Linked DNA regions of Danio rerio: regions 2, 3, 4 and 5 are each linked to region 1. The links are chromatin contacts, called in public Hi-C, HiChIP or PLAC-seq and Micro-C maps. All regions are on one chromosome and are shown on one strand. Each heading gives the region's core, a stretch centred on a gene start, on an enhancer-like site or on the middle of the called end of the contact. The rest is flanking DNA. Distances are from core to core; before and after follow the strand shown. Region 1 holds the start of npr3 (natriuretic peptide receptor 3). Region 2 holds the start of golph3a (golgi phosphoprotein 3a). Region 3 holds the start of sub1b (SUB1 regulator of transcription b). Region 4 holds the start of pias2 (protein inhibitor of activated STAT, 2). Region 5 has its middle 17 kb from the start of sub1b.

Region 1 (2,574 bases), core at 41-2,540:
CCAGTGACCTTCTTGCTGTGAGGCAACAGCACTACCTACCACGCCACTGCATTGCCCTAATTTGATTGCTGATTTATAGAAAGTAAGGTAGTTGTAATTTTGTAAGGTTATTCAGAACAAGATGTTATTTTGTGCTTTAACTGAAGCAGATTTAGTTTACTAACTTCATCTATGTTAAGCTTATCTGGCACAATCTACATTGTAATAAGCGCTATAGAAATAAAGATGAATTGAATTTATAAGAACTAATATATCGCAAGCTAATAATATGAATGCTAACAAGTCATAAACATGCGTTCCTTAATCTAAAGGGTTAATAACTAAATAAATAAAGTTAATAAAAAGATTCTCCTTCTATATCAACCACCAAAACAACAACAAACAAACAAACAGGGGGAGGGGAGGGTCAAAAATGTTGACTTGTTCACTCATTTAGTCCACAATACAGATACGTATGATTTTAGATCATCTAAAGTATGTATGATTGCTTTTGTTACTGTGAAGTGTGATGTTTCTGATGTAATTCTGATGTAATTAAACTGTGATTCAGTAATATCTTGCTGCATATGTCCACAGTTGGCGTTTGATGAATTGCATCTGGTGCAAAATACTATGGCCAGATTTCTAACGTGAAAATGAAGCATGGGTTTCACACTTCTTTGCTGGATGTCTTTGAAAATATGTATGACGTATATGGCCTTAGTCATACTTGCCCACTAATACACATCTGTGGCCTTTAGTTTACATATTCCCCCTTGATATCAGACTCATCTTGCAGTAAACTTTCTTTTAGGCTTCAAGAGCCTTGTCAATAACTCCAATTTTGTGAAGTTTCTAGTTTTTCTCTGTTTCTAGTTTGCTCTTTTGTTGCTCATTTTAAAATTTAAACTTTGTATTTTGCAGCTTTTATTGCTAATTAAACAGATGCTTTCCTTTTATTGTTGGGTTAATGTTTGTTGCATTGAATAGTATGCAATCGCATAATTAATAATTAACAGAAATGTCATATTGCACAACTCTGCATCAGGACGTTTTTGTTTTAAATGTGTTTCATAGTTTAATAATTACAAAATCACGTAATATTATATGAGCATCACTAATTAGCTGAAAGCGTGATGTGAGGACTGTACCTTGACCGCTTGATCCAAACTGAAGTTGCTGACTGTCATGGTTTGCAGCACTGTCGCTTTAAGGAGGGGGCGGGAAGCGCAGTAATGACGCAGGAATAATAATGAAAGGATGCTTGAAAATTCCTCCTAGACTGCAGCATGTGTGGTGACCAGCCGAGCCGCACACTTCACACATCCTAACAAGAGTAATTACACAGGCAAGCGGAGAGTTAGACAGAGACCCAGAGAAGACTCCAAACAGGGGAAGAGAAAGAGAGAGAGAGAAGGGCTCTGGACACACTTGCAGGAGAGAGACACACACGACACAACTCACTCATAAACTGAAAGAGTGGGATTGTACCACACTAAGTTCAATTAAGGATACGTCTTAATTTATATAGCAATCAACTTTGGAGAGAAGGCAAAAGAGAGAGAGGGAGAGAGAGAAACTTTCAACAGCTTTGACAGAAAAAGACAAACTGTCAGTTACTTCGTTCATTGGTGTTAAAGATGTCATGTTTCATGCCACTCTGTCTGTCCATTTGGGCAGTGCTCATGGTGCCTGGCAGGACAAGTGCACTGAATGACAACATCGAAGTGATGGTCATGTTGCCTCGCAACAACACATACCTGTTCTCGTACACGAGAGTTTTTCCGGCTATTGAGTACGCGAAAAAAGCCCTCAGAGAAGCAGACGCGTATGCGGGACTGAGATTCAATGTGCGCTTTGAGAACTCCGCGTGCGGGATGGACGCTCTCTACGCGCTCGTGGACCGGCAGAAAGACGAGCGTCCCGACCTGGTCCTCGGTCCGGTGTGCGAGTACGCGGCTTCGTCGGTCACGAGGGTGGCATCGCACTGGAACATCCCGGTGATCTCGGCAGGTGCTCTGGCCACCGGCTTCAACAGCAAAACCCCCGAGTACTCTCATCTGACACGAATCGCACCAACATACCTGAAGATGGCTGAGACCTTTCAGGCGATATTCGGACATTTCGGCTGGAGAACCGCGTATTTGATTTACGACGATGATAAAGATGAGAGAAACTGTTACTTTACGATGGAGGGAGTTTTTACGGTGCTCTCTGAGTACCACATCTCAACAGATTTTGCCGTGTTGAACTCCAACGAGGAGAGAGTAGACCCCGACGGGATCATCACCTCCGTCTACGGGAGCGAAGGTAAAGTCCGTCATTAGTTCCCGTGTCATGGCAAGCCGCATTAACATTTATTTCTTACGAACCTTTTTGTTCAGTTACTTTTTTGATAGATATTCGCATTTAACACTGGTAACCTTACTGTATGTAGACTATTAAATAGGTTACTTAGTTGTACATAATAATTATATTGCATGTTTTGTACAATAAATTATTTGGAGATGCAAGATCTGTTTGATATCAACCACTTCATACAATCAAACAGCTTCATACAGCGGTTGCTGGAACCTCTTAGTTTTAAAAGTGTTG
Region 2 (2,574 bases), core at 42-2,541, 190 kb after region 1:
TCAGTTCACACTTTTAGAACAAAGGAGCACAAACAAATATTACTAACTTTATTACAATGAAATTGTAAGGACATGATATTGGTGATGCAAACCATTCTTTTTTTTTTTGTGATGATATAGATCAACCAAGCATCAGCATCACCATGGGTATTTTAGTCAGTGCTTACACAGATACAACAGTGGTGTTTGTGTGGAACTCTATATATGTATGGATCTAACAACAACAAATGTATGTGTATAAAACTAAATAAATTAGAAATAATTTTATACGGTAAGATTAAAAAAATCATCATAAACTGCTAATCCTTGTAACTATTGAAACATAAGCTATTGTCATACAGTATCTGCGTTTGTGCACATTTTCTTCTGTTTTTCTGCGGTGCCTACAGAACTACTGCCCCAAATTAACAGGCACTTCAGTCACATATTGTCTTCAGTGTCTGTTGTGCATCACTTTCTGTGTTTTTCTGCTGTTGTAATGTACTGAAACTGATGTAAGCTCCTGAAAGCACTGAACAGCTGGCAGAAGTGTGGAGAAAGCGGTTTCCTGACCATTTTTGTGTTTTTGTTTGCATTTTTCACTTTTGTTTTGCACTGCTGCTCTTTGCCAGTCAGTCACTGTTACTTGAACAGTCAGATGAGAGTCTGGTTCTGTTCACTTCAGTTCATCACTGCTCTTGTGTTTGACAAGGTGAACTTAATGAGAAACGTATCACTGTATCATTTTTTAAAATATTTTTCTATAACTAACTTTAAAGTTCACATTATCAGAGTTTGGCCTTGGATGTATATGAAATATTGCTTTATTTTGGAACATTGATTTTGAGATTATTATTTTCATGTAAAAGTAGCAAATACTTTTTATACGCACTTGAGAAATATGTACCTTTGACTTTATGTCCACAAAATATGATTGAAATAAAAAAAAAATAGATCAGTACTTTGCAATCGTGATCAGTGTTTTGTTGCTATGTTTATTTTATTGTTATTCTACTTGAATGTGCATATTAACAAAGCATTTTTGTTGTTTTAGTAGGATTTTGATTTGTGTGTTGGTGTAATTTTTTTCATTGTATATAGGACATTTAAATGATATAATTATATATATATTTAATTGTGTTTTTTTATTAGCCACAATTAATACGTTTGAATATTAATATTAACGTTTCTTATTTCACTTTAATTTAGTAAAATGCTTACAGTGTTAATTAACAAAATGGGCTAGTTAATTAAATTAAATAGATACTACCTAAATATTATGAAAAATGTAGTCTCGGTATGTAGTTCGGCAGGTTTTGGGACACAACCCGAGTACTGGGATGCCACATCCACTGCTGTTCCCGTCACGTCTGGACTGGTCGCCATATTAAACCTGACGGAATCGGCGACGGTCCGCGGTAGGGATCGCGAGGGGGCCCTTTCCAAAACAAATCCCGATATACACCTTCGTTTTCCCTTTTCGCCCTGGAAATCATTTATGCATCGGACTGAATAAGGCAGTGTGTTCTCAGACAGGGGTTGTCTGGGACGGAGGTTTTGTTTTAGTGTGTTTGAGAGAGAGAGAGATGAGTACTTTGACCCAGCGGAGCTCCGGCCTGGTGCAAAGACGCACCGAGGCTTCGCGCAGCGCTGCGGCCGCAGACAGAGAGCGCGGATCCGGTGACGAGGATTACGAGCCTCGTCGCGGAGAAGAGCCGGAGGACGATGACAGCGGCGACTCCAAAGAAACCAGACTCACCTTGATGGAGGAAGTGCTGCTGTTGGGCTTGAAAGACCGAGAGGTTATTGTGGTTTTGCTTTATTTTCTCAGTTGTTGTTTCTATAGTCGATGCTTAACGTTAGCATATTATCTCTCACCATCACCCACAGTTGTCGCTCATTTCGATGCTTATAAATTAGCTCTTTCAAAAATAGAAGAAGCTGAATTCTTAAATTTTGATGATTATTATATTTTGTTTATATATTGGTGACGTTTTGAGATAAAATCAAGCCACATGTTTTCGGTAATGCAATAGCATTTAGCTTGACTTGCACTGCAGCTCCAAGTTCTCTCTTTGACCCTCAAGACTCTCAAAACAAAACGTAGTTCAGTGAACAGAGTTTAAAAAACTGAACGATACCTTTAAATGTCTTAATATTACATATATTGTTTCATGTACCATATGGTAACCAGATTGGCATACACTGATATTGGCATATGAAAGTTACATAAAGCTAATTTTCGTCGCTGTCTACACAATGAGTTTGATGCCGTTTGTGTATTGCATTTTGGTAGATACAATGTTGTTCAAGACGCATGATGTAGGCCATTATCCTTACACCCACGTTCACATTCGTATGAAGCATGTAGATCCAGATACAGCCTGTATAGTCAAAACAATATTTGTTTAGGAACAAGTCCAGCGTAATCTTTATTACAGTGTGTCTTATTAAGGGTCAGATCATCCAGAACCAAGTGAAAATTAAAATGTACTATTTACTGACCCTCAAGCCACCCAAGATGTAGGTGACTTTGTTTCTTCAGTATATCCTAAAAGAACATTTTACTGAAAACCAGTGACATTGGGTATTTGT
Region 3 (2,574 bases), core at 55-2,554, 150 kb after region 1:
TAGCATATTCAAATCATATCTTTTATTTGACAAGGTTACAAGAATAATGCAATATGTGTTTGTTAAAGTAGCAACAAAATCATGTTCAGGATACCACCTCAGCCTAACTCTGAGCCAAGAAAATCCTGAGGACAGATTAAATATGCATCAAAATTTTAGCCATAGGTCTGTAGATGATGCTTGCTGTGATGTCTGGGGCTGAGAAAAAAATCATAGTATTTTGATCAGAATATCTTGTTTTGCTAGTAACAAAACAAAACAAAAAAAAAAAAAAAAAAGGAAAAAGAAAATCACGCTAGTTTAGTTTCACTTGAGTGGAAGTAATGGGTAAGGAAATTCTCATTTTTGGGTGAACTATCCCTTTAAATTTAGTTTAACCCATGTTTGTTTTTTTACTTGTAAAGTGTTGATAATGATCGATTTGCATGTTATAAATCATGAATGATCACTTATTTCCAGCTAATAATCTTAGATATTCTAACTGCTAAAAGACACTTACATATGTTGTACAACCTGAAGGTGAACCCTCCCTTTAAACTAAATAATAAAAGTTTTTGTTTGAATCATCTCAAAATATTATATTAAGTTACCTACAAATACTCACAGAACAGGTGTCACAAAAGGCTGCTGTGACCATTACTTTTAGTTACTGACAACAATAGTGTACATACAAACAATCCACTGTAGTAGGGTAAAAACGGTTTGCCAGGGACACTATCAAATATATTCATAAGAAATCAAAGATTTTATTAATTTAGATTCCAGGTTCTTCCTTAATATTGTCGGAACACTGGTTTATTACAAGCTGTGATAATTTTCTAGCCACATTTCCCAGCTGTAACATACAGCAGATATATAACGTTAGATATTTATTTTTAAGTCCTGCATTTATAAGAGCTAGCAGATGCGCAGCCAATAAAGAAATACTAGATGAGTGTCATGTTGGTAAAAAAGATGCAACATGAGACATCACTGAGGTTTCCCCGATCTAACCCCACAGACGAGACTGGACAACATTTAAGTGCTTAATTGTTAGGTTAACAAGACTGACTCAAATCAAACCCCGGGCTGACCGGGGCCTCTGCATCCTCTAAAACTAAGATGGAAAAATATAGGCCCTAAATAACACCTCACTAAGAAACGCGTTAACAGTATAACTCTCGTTTAATGCAATTATTCGTGGCTGTGCACTCGTTTAAGGAGTGCATTTCTAAAACAAGTTTAACATGAATTGAACGTGACTTACATGTAAGGTTGAGCAGTGGTCTACAACAGTCAGTCACGCTTAGCGGCGGGAAGTCGAGGAATCGAGGACCAACCATATGGCTAATAACATCTCAGAGAGCATTGTGGGAGATGTAGTTTTGCATCAATGACGGCATTGCGTCGGATTTTTACGGTGTATAAAAATTGTGAACCTAATGTTCTTATCTAATTTAAACAGATCTTGTTTGATACAGACTCGTTTTCACGCTTGTGTTTATCATATTTATTGAACATAATTATAAGTGTTTATTTAAGTATTTCTAAAATGATCGGTTAAGTAGTAAAGTTTTGAATGAAGTTCAATAATAACACACAACGGGAACAATAAAAAAAGTTGTTTTTTTAATAAATCTAAATCCAAAATAAAAAACCAAGGGGACAGATGTCAAGAGGACAGATCACACAAAAATTTAAAATTGCATTTCATTTTCTTACCTCAGACCATCCAGGGCATATTTGGTTCCTACACAAAATTAACCACGGCTTTATAATAGTAAAATTGTAGCCTAACAGTTTTATTTAGCATACCATCACTGATTGTAGCATGGTAAATTTATGAATAATCAACACTAACATCATTTGAGTTCCTTAATTGAGTCTTAATAGTTTCACATATAGTTTTAGGTGTGAGTATATGTGTCTAACATGATCACATCGGCAGGTCTATTACTCCTTTTTGTAAAAAAAAAAAACATCCAAAAAAATATTTGTTTGTTTGACTGACCTTTCAAAATGACTTTGGACAAAACTACATTTCCCATCCCTGGCGGCAGACACTGCTCATGCGCAGCAAACGCCATATCCTGGTACGACCTTCTCATATAAAAAGGCAGGCATACGAGTCAGAGTTCGTTAGAGAATAGGAAACCAATGATTCCCATATGTCCAGTAGTCTCCTTCACCTATGGTGAGTATAATCTAAATTTTAAAAGCGTGTCGAAACATTTCATGGGTTTTAGACAAGAGAAGATGTGATTAGGATCATGTTGCGGGTGTGCGGGAGTCGTCACGGTGTAATCCGTCGTGGTGTCCTGCGTGTTTTCTTCCACTGCATGATACGGCTCTTCATCATGGTTGCCACCGCGCACAGCCGCTAACCCTCCGCCAATCTGTCTTTTTGCAGTGCCCAGCCGGCTAGGTGAAGATGCCAAAATGGCCACCGGCAACTACTTTGGATTTACCCATGGTGCTGGGGCCCAGTACAGGTAAGGGCCGTGATGTTTAATGGGGACTGCAGTGCTGGTGGTGGTACAGTAATGGTGGGATTTGGCCCCGATGCCTTTGTTGCTGGGTCCGGGTGGGGGCAGG
Region 4 (2,574 bases), core at 46-2,545, 150 kb before region 1:
AAACCAAAAAGTGTCATTTAATTAGTAACCAGATTAATTAACAAAGAATTATGTGTGAAGTGAGGTGACAGCCCACCCAAAAAACACCCTTTCAAGAAACCCCAAAGAAATAAGAAAATCTCAACTGACCCTTCATTACACGGTCCATGCTTGATTGTTCTTACGTGTTAATCCTTTTTTCTTTAATAATCCTTAACAAATGACCGAAATGCATCTAAAATGTTGAGAATAATTCCAAGACCCATTAGATGAACATCGAGAACATGACAAAGAACAAAACAGATGTTCACGTTGATCTCAAGAGAAATCAACAGAACTGCTGGCGGGAAACTTGGTTTACAGCAAATCTGGACAATTCTGAACACTTTACAGGACAGCATGAATCAGTCAGTTATGTAATGACAGATATAACAGCAAGTGTCTAACATTAACGTATCCAGTACACACAGTATACCTTTCTTATGGCATGGTTAACGTTTGTTGGAGCTGAATACGTTCAATTTCAGAAAAGTGATGTATGCATCACACTACTAAAGTGCTTATGTTGAGGAAAATATGAAACAGAAGTCAAGTTTGTTTTGTTTGCCGCAAACTATTTACAGTTAGAGCTTGTAAACAACATTCTCAGTGTGTATATTTTCCATTGTTTAACTTAGCAATTATGATATAAAACGCACGTTCACTTTCATTTACACGCACAAAGAGACTCTGGACACGCTGGATTAAACATATGTCTCCCTTGCAAACACTTCTAATAAATCAAGCATCACCTGTGTGTAAGTTACATGTAAACAATGTCAATAGCTGCCGGACGCTAACGTTAGCTAACAAAAGACCAGCCAAAACAAGTCGAGCAGTGAAGAACGTAAAAACTTTTTACCTGAAGCGAACAGTCGTCAAGTTCAGTTAGGCATTATAATAAAGCGTTTTCATGCAGTCAATGGTGGCAATAAAAGCAGTGGCATTTTGAGGCTGATCTTCAACGTTTGTGTAGCATCTCGAGAGCTAAACGAGTAGCGGGTTGGTGGCTAACAGGCTAACCATAACCCGAATAACGGAGGGATGTCGCGTTTCTCTTTTAACTATGAAGAAACTAACGCATCAAAGGCCAACGGACGGGCATAATAGCATAACATAACGTCAACTGCAAAATGCCTTCAGCATGTGAAAGACGCAAAGAAGTAGCCAGCTATCATTGCACTTTCGCCTACCCGTAACTCCTCAATATCCGCCATTTTCTGGCTGCGCTCATCCTGGCTAGTCCGGAGATGTCGAGTCACGTGACACAGGCTGGTTAAAGGGGTCACGTCGTTCATTTGTGCATTTTTATTTTCTTCTGAGGTTCCCTGATTTGCTTTTCCCCTTACCCATATTTTGGGAATAGTTTCCGTTATTCAGTAATCAACCACAGAATCCTTCGCTGTGAACGAAATTATAATTATTTTTCCACAAGGAGGAGATCATTTAGCCATCGAAAAGTAAAATCCTGTTAATCAGTTCAAATTGTTTATAAACATTTTAGTTCAATGTTATGTTTGTTAATTAGTCTTTTTGGGTGGCAATGTTATCTGCAATAATCTAATCCTAAATATCGCAGATATATTGGAAGCGTTTTTACTTGCATTGTGTGATTCCTGTACTCTCTTTCGCCACTAGAAATGTGTTTTGAAACTGTTTTTCTGAGAGTATGTCCTCATGTAAGCTCTAATGTGATTCCAACAAACCTTTTAGCACCAAGGCAAATAAGATGAAGTAAAAAAGCTGTACAGCATAGATGGGTCTCAAACTCAGTTCTTGGAGGGTCGCCTGCAGCTCTGCACAGTTTTGCTCCAACCATAATCAAACATGGCTTATTCAACTAATTAAGGTATTCAAGACTACTAGAGAGGTGTGAGTTGGAGGTGGTTGAAACTAAACTATGCAGAGCTGTGGCTCTCCAGGAATTAAGTTTGAGACCATTTAGTTTATGCTAGTGGTGTTCCACCAGGGGGCAGCAAAATTCTAAGGGGGCCTCATTCATTCATTCATTCATTCATTTTCTTCTTGGCTTTTAGTCCCTTTATTAATCAAGGGTCACCACAGTGGAATAAACCGCCAAATTATCCAGCATATGTTTTACACAGCGGAAACACCCATACACACTGACATTCCCACCCACACAAACACTATGGCCAATTTAGTTCATTCAATACACCTATAGCATGTCTTTGGACAGTGGGGGAAAGGAGAGCACCCAGTGTAAAACCACACGAACATGGGGAGAACATGCAAACTCCACACAGAATTGCCATCTGACCCAGCTGAGGCTCGAACCAGCGACATTCTTGCTGTGAGGAGACAGTGCTAACCACTGAGCCACCGTGTCACTCTAAGGGAGCCTTGAGAATTTAAAATGGTTAAATAAAAACTTTTTTATAATCCACACATTAACAACTGTTTATGTTGTCTTTGTAGATGTTGGAAATCATTAAAAATATCTAAAATATATATATTATGTTTTAGTATACAGCTTATGATTATAGTAGTGTATAGTTGTATACACTATATACATAACTATACCAAGCCCCATTTAAC
Region 5 (2,574 bases), core at 43-2,542, 140 kb after region 1:
CTCACCGGCCACTTTATTAGGTACACCATACTACTACCGGGTTGGACCCCCTTTTGCCTTCAGAACTGAAGGTACTAAAAACTAAAAATAGTAGAGGGAGTGCCTTGGATGGATTCCTGTTGTTGTTTCGATGAATCCCTTACCCATAGAGCGCCGACCAAATATTTGAGTTACCCCTGAGCGCTTATTGTTTGTTTTTCTGGATTAAGGTACTGGAAATATTCCTCAGCAATTTTGGTCTATATTGACATGATAGCATCACACAGTTGCTGCAGATTTGTCGGCTGCACATCCATGTTGCAAATATCCCATTTAACCACATCTACGCCACAGGTGCTCTATTCACCTTTTCTCTGTGTACGAGTGGGCGCAGCCATTTGAATCTTTTTGGCTTAAGACTTACGATCTCATTTACTTCCATTTATTTGTAGCGTTATGCTGCTTGATTTCACAAACTGATATTTTCTTGTTATATTATTCTGCTTTGTCTGTATAGTCATGCAAACACTTGTTTGTAGAGCAAATAGTTTGACCGTTTTCTGCCGTTTAATATTCCTAGTCATTTCTCCCATAGGCAACTGAATCAGAAGCTCAAAAACAATCACAAAAACGAGTGCACTTCCACATTGAAGAATAAGGTCAATTGGATTGAGTTCTGGTGACTGTAGAGGCCATTTGAAGCCATGTTCAAGAAACCATTACCCTTTTCACGTTTATTTATTTTCTTGTTGTTTTCAGGGAGGTATTTTTAACTGACTTTTTCCTAATGATCTACTTCTATTCATCGAACACATCTGCAAAATGACCATGAGAATGATTTCTAAATAAATAATAGAAATCAATCCTGTAATTTAAAAGCTTTTACTGGATCACAGGCAGCTGATTTTTATTAGGGTGTGTGTGGCCCAGTAAATGGGGTCTAGCAATGTCCCTGACTGAAAACAACTAAAGACTACACTACAAAGACATCACAAAGTATGTCCTCTACAGGTTTTTTTATGTATACTTCTGTTGCAGCAGTGGACTTGTGCCATAATGTTCTCATAGGCCATGGAAAATACATTGAAATATCTGTCCACTGGATGATGGGACCCTCCAATCAGACTCAAGTATTCCAGAAAGCCTTGTAATAATGGCTGACACATTCCAGTACCCCTAGGCACATTTAAACACTACTGACTACCCAAACAACTCATCTGAGGCTGAAACTAAATCCTGGCAAACGGCTCTCCTTGTGAACAATAAGTGTTGGCCCAGGGCAGGCAGATTTACGAGGCGGTGTGGACAGTGGGGTCGAGGGCACCTCCAGCTAACCTCGGGGACGTTCTGCTCAGCGGGGTTCTGAAACCAGCGCGAGGAGCTGTATAAACCCCAGCTGAGAGGAGAGAAGTTATCAACAAGCCCACTACATTCCTCTCTGGTCTCCAGCCAACATGAACAGCCATGTCTGCATCTACGCTCAGTGCTATCAATAAAACAACTGATATGAAATATATGCATAAGCTGTACTCCAGACAGAGCCCGAGCATAATACTGCCTATTTGATGAGGACACAAAACAGACTTGAGTCAGGTTTTTGAATTTACAGTTAACAACAACACAGTAAAACCTTATTTTTCTTGAACTTTACAGAGGTTTTATTTCACTGAAGGATTTGCTACTCCAAAATGTGAGTAGTAACAGATCTTTAAGTATTTTCAGATGAGCAATTCACATAAATATCTGTAAGACTATTCTGAGGGTTTTAGATGTTCTGCTGTCTATAAGGGCGTTCTAACTTAGTCTGAATTAAATAGAATTTTGTTTTGATTGCTTTGTTTGTGCAGTTCATTTGAATAAACAAGCAGCCAGAGCACCCACTTTTCCGTAAGTTGCGATCTGCTTGTTTGGTGCACATCAAGGTTTGCATTCCTACGGTGGCCGAGAGAGTTTAACACGCTGCTATTTAGGAAAGCACAAGCAATTATAAGAAAAAACTAGCAGATAAAGAAACGATCTTCATAAAGTTGACAGCACACGTGTTGCAAATTCTCACAACACAATAAACCAAAGAAACACGGAGCAATTGGTCACAACACAAACAACTGAAGAAACGTGCAGCAATTAGTCACTACACTTGTAAATATCCACCTAAACCAAAAGAAATGTTTCAAGGGGACCCAAAACCATGATCATTTCTTTATTTGCTGGTGATTTTTGTAATTGCATGTGATTTCTTAAATTGTAGAGCGTTAAGCTCTCTCGGCCACTGTAGATTACAGCATTTAAAGTGAGTAATTGATCTCTGGTGTGGTTTGTCTGAAATATAAACATAAAACCTGTACAACAGTCATGTAAATAAAGCAGGACATGATTGTAACAACATGAACACACAACTGAAAAGTACATTTATTACAGTCTATAATTATTTTTTTATGAGTTTTTTAATCAAGTATATTAATAAATAGTCACCTTGGAAGGTTTGATTTGCGTTCTGAATGATTTTGAGATCTTGAGCTTTAAAGTTTTTGCATTCCATAGCAAACAGTAAATAAATAGTCTTAAAATGTAAACAACTTATAAAAAAAAAAACAT

What was found. A called contact is a pair of places that touch in the nucleus more often than the background predicts. HiChIP or PLAC-seq counts read pairs in DNA pulled down with a chosen protein or histone mark.
Region 2: a Micro-C map of caudal fin shows a contact between it and region 1, with 11 times the contacts expected there. The contact joins the promoter of golph3a here to the promoter of npr3 in region 1. A contact is called at or near these places in 2 of 18 Hi-C or Micro-C datasets (caudal fin and an unstated tissue) and 1 of 4 datasets of contacts at active chromatin or transcription factors (embryo).
Region 3: a contact with region 1 is called in an H3K4me3 HiChIP or PLAC-seq map of gastrula embryo, with 4 times the contacts expected there. The contact joins the promoter of sub1b here to the promoter of npr3 in region 1. A contact is called at or near these places in 10 of 18 Hi-C or Micro-C datasets (caudal fin, embryo, fibroblasts and 4 more) and 3 of 4 datasets of contacts at active chromatin or transcription factors (caudal fin, embryo and gastrula embryo).
Region 4: a Micro-C map of caudal fin shows a contact between it and region 1, with 9 times the contacts expected there. The contact joins the promoter of pias2 here to the promoter of npr3 in region 1. A contact is called at or near these places in 8 of 18 Hi-C or Micro-C datasets (caudal fin, embryo, fibroblasts and 2 more) and 3 of 4 datasets of contacts at active chromatin or transcription factors (caudal fin, embryo and gastrula embryo).
Region 5: a contact with region 1 is called in a Hi-C map of hematopoietic stem cells, with 6 times the contacts expected there. The contact joins the enhancer-like site here to the promoter of npr3 in region 1. A contact is called at or near these places in 11 of 18 Hi-C or Micro-C datasets (caudal fin, embryo, fibroblasts and 4 more) and 3 of 4 datasets of contacts at active chromatin or transcription factors (caudal fin, embryo and gastrula embryo).

What each region holds. Positions count from the first base shown.
Region 1 is chr5:42,214,402-42,216,975 of GRCz12tu, reverse strand. It overlaps npr3 (natriuretic peptide receptor 3), which reads left to right and starts at 1,290. Exons shown (of 8, transcript NM_001102673.2): 1 at 1,290-2,289. The coding sequence starts at 1,620. It also overlaps a transcript of arid3c not described here.
Region 2 is chr5:42,022,051-42,024,624 of GRCz12tu, reverse strand. golph3a (golgi phosphoprotein 3a) reads left to right here and starts at 1,291. Exons shown (of 3, transcript NM_001006105.1): 1 at 1,291-1,781. The coding sequence starts at 1,566. It also overlaps a transcript of mtmr12 not described here.
Region 3 is chr5:42,062,689-42,065,262 of GRCz12tu, reverse strand. sub1b (SUB1 regulator of transcription b) reads right to left here and starts at 1,304. Exons shown (of 5, transcript NM_001002505.1): 1 at 1,247-1,304. zfr (zinc finger RNA binding protein) reads left to right here and starts at 2,095. Exons shown (of 20, transcript NM_199558.2): 1 at 2,095-2,173; 2 at 2,390-2,471. The coding sequence starts at 2,137.
Region 4 is chr5:42,368,473-42,371,046 of GRCz12tu, reverse strand. It overlaps pias2 (protein inhibitor of activated STAT, 2), which reads right to left and starts at 1,295. Exons shown (of 15, transcript NM_001326481.1): 1 at 1,212-1,295. The coding sequence starts at 1,235.
Region 5 is chr5:42,079,384-42,081,957 of GRCz12tu, reverse strand. No RefSeq gene overlaps it. Among named protein-coding and RNA genes, the nearest start is that of sub1b, 17 kb to the right of the region's middle. Within about 2 kb of position 1,292, at least 10 of the 62 cell types and tissues checked have an H3K27ac peak or open chromatin away from gene starts, as enhancers often do.